Regions from separate parts of the Mus musculus genome. Here region 1 is linked to region 2. A link is a contact called in public HiChIP or PLAC-seq data. All regions are on one chromosome and are shown on one strand. The core of a region is the stretch at or near the end of the contact, and the rest is flanking DNA. Distances in the headings are between cores, read along the strand shown.

Region 1 (3,316 bases), core at 382-2,881, 240 kb before region 2:
TTCTGTGAACGGCTACCCCAGCCTGTGGCCCTCTGTGTCTCGCAGTTGCTGCTGGCATCCCAGGACCCTAAGCCCATGCCCAACCCAGTGCAATCCTTAGATTTGAAAAGGAGGGTCAGAGGCCTGTGTTTCCTCTACTGCTTGAGGTCAACAACAGTCATCTCTCCCCTCATTAGCAGGGGAGTTCTAGGTCTAATGGCGGTTCCTTTCTTCCCAGGAGCTCAGTCTTGTAGATGGTCTTCAGTGGTGATCCCTTTTTCCGAAGCCAACCCCCAGCCTCAGCTTCTAGAACCTTCCCATACAGTCCCTTTGACTCTTTGCCTCAGATTTCTCTCTCTGCTGGTTGATGGCCACGTTGCTGGTACCTATGTGACAGAATGGCCAATGTTTGTTGGTCCTTTGTAGGCGTTGGCTAAAGTCCTTGCTCTGAGAGGTCTGCGCCAGGAATAGACTGGCTGGGTGGAGCCAGTTTTTGAGTGCTAGTGATGCTCTCTCTGAGCACCCAGCCCACATCTGGCACCTACCTGGAGTAGGGAAAGACAATAGTCCCAGCCCCCAGTGGAGGGTAAGTCTCCTTCCCTCTCCTGGGAGCCACCAGACATTGTCTAACCAGAAAAAGAAAGGCAGCAAGGGTCATCTGCTGCGATTCAGAATTCCCCTGCAACCCCCCCCCCCCCCCCCGCACCTTCCCAATGCCAGCGGCCACCTCAGCTTTTCTCCTGTTGAAGACTGGGCAGCTATTGTAACCTCACTTTTAGAGAGAGGCTGCAATACCTGCTCGGCCTCTCTGAAGAATGGACTTAACACACAGGATCATGCTGCCCAGTCGTGAGGGACGCCACCCCAAGGGCTTGCAAATATTACTTTCACAAGAGGCTGTGGCATAAAAGACTCTATAGAGGAAAAATATGAACCAAGCATATTCCAAGGTTGCTGTGAGACTCCTGGACATGTTTAAAATATGCAGGTGTGTGGTTACCCCACCTCCCACCCACCAGAGTGGAGGGTTTCTGCAGGCCCGCCCAAGCTAGCAGGGAGCCACGGGAGCTTGCTTCTGCACACCACCTGTAGCAGGTTTCCCATTACCAAGCGGTGGCATCCGCACACTTCTTTACAACAGCCGCCAATCAGTATTTCTCAAAGGAGTTAAGGAGCCGTCCAAGTCCTCCATTTACAACCACACCAAAAGGTAACAGGAAGAATTGTGGCTCACAGCCCAAACCTCAAGACTCAGATGCAGTGTGATGTCCCTGATTAATGGGCTCGGTTGTTTGAATCAGATGCCTGCCCAGCGGGAGAATAAAGAAAGACTTCATTAGTCAAACCGATGAAACCTGAGCTCAACTGTCAGCCAGAGAGGCTGAGCACTACACACACGGAAGCGGAAAGACAGCACGAGTGTACATCACACAAGGAACAAAAACAGAAAGGCCATGAGTGAGGGTGGGGCCTGCAAGGCTGCCGAGTACCATCCTGAAACCACACAGGGGGCTGTTCTAGAACCTTCTGTTTGGACTTAGGAAGAATGTGTTTATTCTACCCCCCCCCCCATCCCAATGAAGGTAGCTTGTTAAGCCCTACGTGAGGCTGGAAACGGCCCATCGGGCGCAGCTGGCAGTGATTTCTTTGTGACGTCTGCCCCTGGGTGGGGTGATGCAGCAGAGGGGCAGGTGTTCATCCAGAGCAATGACCCAGCTCCTTCCAAATCCTCAACCCCAAGGGGGATTAAGGGAGAGGGAATGGTACACCCATGTTCAGACACTGGCCACCTCTGCTGACCAGTTTGGGTTTTAATGGAGCTCTGCCTGCCTTTGAGGTAGTCCTGGCAAAGGGCCAGAGGAAACGGAGCAGAGACCAAAGCTTCCTTCTGGAAGCGACCGTGGGCCTGGTCCCGTGCAATCTGGTTCCTTTATGTGTCTTTAGGAAGGTGTGTCATAGGCTGCATGGCAGCCATGGCCTTGGCTCTGCCGTAGTCCGGTGACAGGAGGATGGTGGCAACATGGTTATAGCCTAATGGGTGTGGCAGAGGCCATGCAGGTCCCCTCTTCTCGGCTGCATAGGTGGCTCCCCAATGGTTTCTTTTGGCCAGCACTGGACCACACATTCCCCAAGCTGATTGGGAACTTACCTTGGAGCGAGGTTGGCCGACTTGGCTCCCACCGGCAGCTCCAGCCCTTCCCCGGGCTTGACCGATTTCCCCCTGTTCATCTGCTGCAGAATGGAGTTTAGCTCACTAATGACATTTGCCTTTGGGCCTGAGAGAATTGGGCTTTTGACCTCTGGAACGTCACCCCACAACTTGGAGGTCCTTGGCTGGATGACCTTCGCCACACCGGCCTGGGCGCTGCCCGGCGGGGGCGGGGGTGCAGGTGGGGGGATCACAAAGCCATCCGTGTCCTCTTCTGGGAGCGTGTCTTGGTAAAGTGCGTTGCTCTTGTGAACGATGGGCTTCATTTTTGGCTTTGGAGGTACTGGGGGCTTGTCAACCACAAAGGCTTGCCCGTCTGCATAGACTGTGCAGGTGTCCATGCTCTCGCCGCCCTCTGAGGACAGCGTGGAGATGCTGGACACCGTGGAGATGGTGCTGGTAGTCTCCAGGTGGTGGTCGCTGCTACTCCGGCTGTCCACCTCCTCAATCCCCGAGTCGGTGACTGCATCGAAACTTTCGGGGGGTGGCAGGAACGAGGAGGGCAGACAGTTCGAGATACCGGCTGGCTTCTTACTGTCTGTGGAGTTGGCTGGTTGGCTGGAGTTCAACGTAGGGGGCTGAGAGGTGTCGTTTTTCTTCTGCTTGACCAGGTCAGCCAGAGCGGGAACTGAAGCTGCCCGGTCATCGGGGATATCAAAACTATTGGCGAATTCCAGGGGGGGAGGCAACGGTTCTGTGAAAAGAAAGTCCTCATCCAAGTCCACGGATGCCAGAGGGGGAGGGGGGATGCGGAATGGCAGAATCACCGCCTCTTCCACGGAGCCCGCCGCCACGATGGTCCTGCCGGGCGCGACGGCGGGCTCCGGGGCAGCGGAGATCTGTAAAGCACCTTCGGTTTTGGGAACGCCTTCTGGCACTGTGGAGGGTGAGTGGTCTGGCTTTGTATCCCCATCCTCTCTGTCCTCCTCTTCCTCCAGGGGTGGCCCGGCCATGGGGACGTCCACTGTGTGCACCATCAGTAGGCCAGCTGACTTCTGCTGGGCAGTGTCCACGATGTTGATCAGCATGTTCTTCTTGTCGTCCGCCCTCCGGTCCTTGCCCAGGTCTGTCTCGTACTTGTTCTCTGTCTCTTGCCGTCGCAGGGGACCCCTGGTGTTCTGTCTGGTG
Region 2 (3,203 bases), core at 663-3,162:
CGAACAGCCCCAAGACCCGGACATGCTGGCATCCTGCAACTGTGCATCTGTGGAGTCACCCATCCCTAAGAGTACAGTTGATGGCATCTCTGACTATGTAACCAGTAAGGTATTAATACCCTTAATGGCAACGTGAGGGGATGTGAGGGCACTTGATACCCTGTCCATTGCTAAGACAGACTCCGTAAGAAAGAAATGTTCATAGAAGCAGAATGGAGATAGCATTACTTAACACTCTAACCCATGGCTGCAATTCATGCTGTCCGTGGGTTATAAAAATTCGAAGTCCCTCATGGCAAATTTTGGTAAGCCTCATCAGAAAAAGAAAGGATCTATTCTATGCCCTTTTTGAAGAGCCTGAGTCTGCAGAAGGAAGGAGTAAGCAGGATGTCCTCATGCAGGCGAGGCCACACAGGGAGGGTCATAGAACAAAACAGCCGGGACACATTATGCACATTTCACCCCGAAGACCAGGCAAGTGAGTCAAATGGACCCACACAGGTAACATTAGAGTGAACATTTTAATGAAAATTGTCTTGCTTAACGACCAAGCCTCATATCAAATTAGTTTCAAGGCTGCTGAAGTATCTTTGGTGTCTAGTTCACAGTGAGCTCGGGTAGAAAGTGATCTTCCTAATTTCCTTAAAGTCACCTCTTTGGAAACCTGGTTTCATCAGAAAGATAGAAAGCTTGCTATCTGAGAAAACTCTCTGACTGGGACCATACACGCAAATGATGTTTTTTTTTTTTCATGAAAAGTGTTAAAAATAACTCCTTTCCTGTCTGAAAATGATTAATATGCCACCCAACGTTTCCTTCTTTCAGCAATCTGCAGGCTCTTGGGTGGGTGGATATTTTCTTAGCTGTCTTACATGCATTTATTTATACAGTTTTTTTCCTTCCTCACAATAAAAATCATACAAGGTATGTTAAAGAGGGATTCTTCATGCACCCCATGGTTTGTTTCGCAACCCAGGGACAGCCAGGCAGAACTGGCAAGTGGCACTAGAAGAGGATGCCTTGGGTGCATCCAGCCATGTGCCCTGACCCTCCTTAGCAGGTGCTCACAGCCTCCAGGTGACTGGAAGACAGAAAACCAAAACTTCTTTTATTTTCCCCAAGACCTAGTTTCCCAATGTGTCCCTTGGCATAAGCTCTCTGGATGAGATGTTCTGGAATGCAGTTCTGCCAGAGGCTGGTAGCTCAGGAACACACTAAAATACAAAGGCACCTTCATCTGTGTTAATCTTCCAGACTTGACTAGAGCCAAACCATACCACAAAGCTGGGGCAATTATTCCTTGAGCGATGAACCGTAACCAGCAATTTGAGGAGGCACCCGAGTCCCCTCTCCCCCGAGGAGCAGCCCACGGCTGCTCACCAGGCACCCCACGCTTCCTACAGCTTTCTCCTTACCTTCCTTCTTGGTGAAGGCATTTAACAAAGACTTCATTTTCCCTGTGACTTTGGCAGCGGTCCGCTCATTATATAACCCTCTCGGCGGGCAGGAAGGCTAGGCGCGCAGCCCGGCCCCTCGGAGCTGGCGCGGCTGGGACCCGGCGAGCAGTGGCGGGCGTCTGGGCGCGCTGCAGCCCCGAGCATCGCTGGGCATGCCAGACCCAGCGTGCTGGTGACAAAGCCCACCCCATATTCTGTCTGTCAGCTGGGAAGCAACTGTGCGCAGACTGAGGCTGCTCTCAGAACCGGCTACCTCTGGCGGTGATCCTCATGTGAGCAGTGCCACGCTGCCGAGAGAGCAAGCAGGGCATCGGAGAGGCAGCACCACGCAGGGTTAACATGGAGCAGGCGATTGCGCGCGAGCTGTCGGCCAGGAGACACCGGGAGGCATTTGTGAGCCGGAGCCCCAGTTATCCAAGGAAACCCGGCTGCTGCTGGGCGCTCCGTGCGCCTGTGGCTAAATATAAAGTACTGTGCTTTTTCTATTTTTTTTTTTTTTTTTTACATTTTTTTTTAAAAGAAGAAGCCAAGTCTATTTGTCAGCTAGCAGATGTGGTAAGAAAGTCAAGGGAGAAATATCCACGCTTCAGACAAGTCACCAGAAGATCCCTGACACCCCGGTAGGCATGCCAGGATTCAGGAATTCTGACAGTGACCTATTTCCCTTTGGAAGCATCAGACACAAGTGGCATCACTTCTCTGGCCCTCCCCATCTTGATAATGACCCTGGGAAAGCAGGACTCCGCCCCCTGCCGCTTACATTCGCTTTGTGTAAGGAATGGGAAATAATAACTGTCAAAGTAGTCAGAGGTAAAGCACCCCAAAACAGGGCAGCCGGCAAAAATGGGCCCTTCAGAGCTGTTTCCCCACGTGTCTCTGGCATTCACACCCCCAACAGAAGTCAAGCAAGGGAAGCTCTCTCCAAACATCACCTTGAGAAAAGTTCTGTCTGTATAGCAAACAAAGAGAGTGCAGAGTGTGGGTGGGGGTGCTTGCTCACTGCTGTGCCCTGCAGTGGTGGTGGTGGGGGCACACAAGGAATGATTCCCACACCAGGGTGAAGATGCTATCAAAGGAGGAGGGAGTGCAAGGGTCAGGCTCGGCACTGGGCATCTACCACTGGGGCAGCAATTAAGAGTGTGCTTTGCTTCTGTGGTTGCCAAGAGAACAGCTTCCCAAACCCGGGGAGGGGGCGGGGGAGGGGGGAGAAAAGGAAAAGGAAGAGACAGGAAAAAGCAACTGGAACACTGAATTCAATCCCATATGGTCGACACAGTTTATGTCAACAAAAATGGCGGTGTAAGGAAGAGGAGGCTGGCATGCCTGAGCAGTGGCACCTTCCTTCCTCAGCACACTTGGGATCCCAGGCACGCTCAGAATGGTCGCTGCTGTGCCAGGCGTTGTCTGGGAAGGAAAAGGCTGTGCCTGAATCACTATGTGTGTCTGTGTGTGAGCTTCGTGTCGGCTGAGCATTTAAACATCATCTCCATTGGGCCCACACGGTTCGTCAGCAATGTCAAAACCGCCCGTGTGACATCCTCCCCTGTAGTATCACAGCCGGTGGCATCAAAACGGCTGGCTTAGAGATGGAGTGGCTGTCTAACACTCGCTGCCGCGCCATGCATGTGGCCTCTGTGGTCCTTTGGACATTGTAGGCAAGGTTGAGCAGCTTTCGGGAGACCCTTTGACTGTGGCATCATCCATGAGCATCCATCTTCCAGGGATGAGCTAGAGATACCTTTCCTG

What was found. HiChIP or PLAC-seq counts read pairs in DNA pulled down with a chosen protein or histone mark.
Region 1: an H3K4me3 HiChIP or PLAC-seq map of forebrain shows a contact between it and region 2, with 4 times the contacts expected there. The contact joins the enhancer-like site here to the promoter of Shank2 in region 2. A contact is called at or near these places in 1 of 39 promoter capture datasets (liver), 5 of 484 Hi-C or Micro-C datasets (cerebral cortex, cortical neurons, embryonic stem cells and 1 more) and 8 of 115 datasets of contacts at active chromatin or transcription factors (SST interneurons, astrocytes, embryonic basal ganglia and 5 more).

What each region holds. Positions count from the first base shown.
Region 1 is chr7:144,410,681-144,413,996 of GRCm38.p6, reverse strand. Shank2 (SH3 and multiple ankyrin repeat domains 2) reads right to left here. Exons shown (of 16, transcript NM_001113373.3): 15 at 2,129-3,316. Among named protein-coding and RNA genes, the nearest start is that of Gm14372, 5.4 kb to the right of the region's middle. Within about 2 kb of position 1,631, at least 18 of the 459 cell types and tissues checked have an H3K27ac peak or open chromatin away from gene starts, as enhancers often do. A contact at or near this core is called in embryonic forebrain and forebrain, where this site is marked.
Region 2 is chr7:144,174,169-144,177,371 of GRCm38.p6, reverse strand. It overlaps Shank2 (SH3 and multiple ankyrin repeat domains 2), which reads right to left and starts at 1,912. Exons shown (of 16, transcript NM_001113373.3): 1 at 1,416-1,912. The coding sequence starts at 1,452.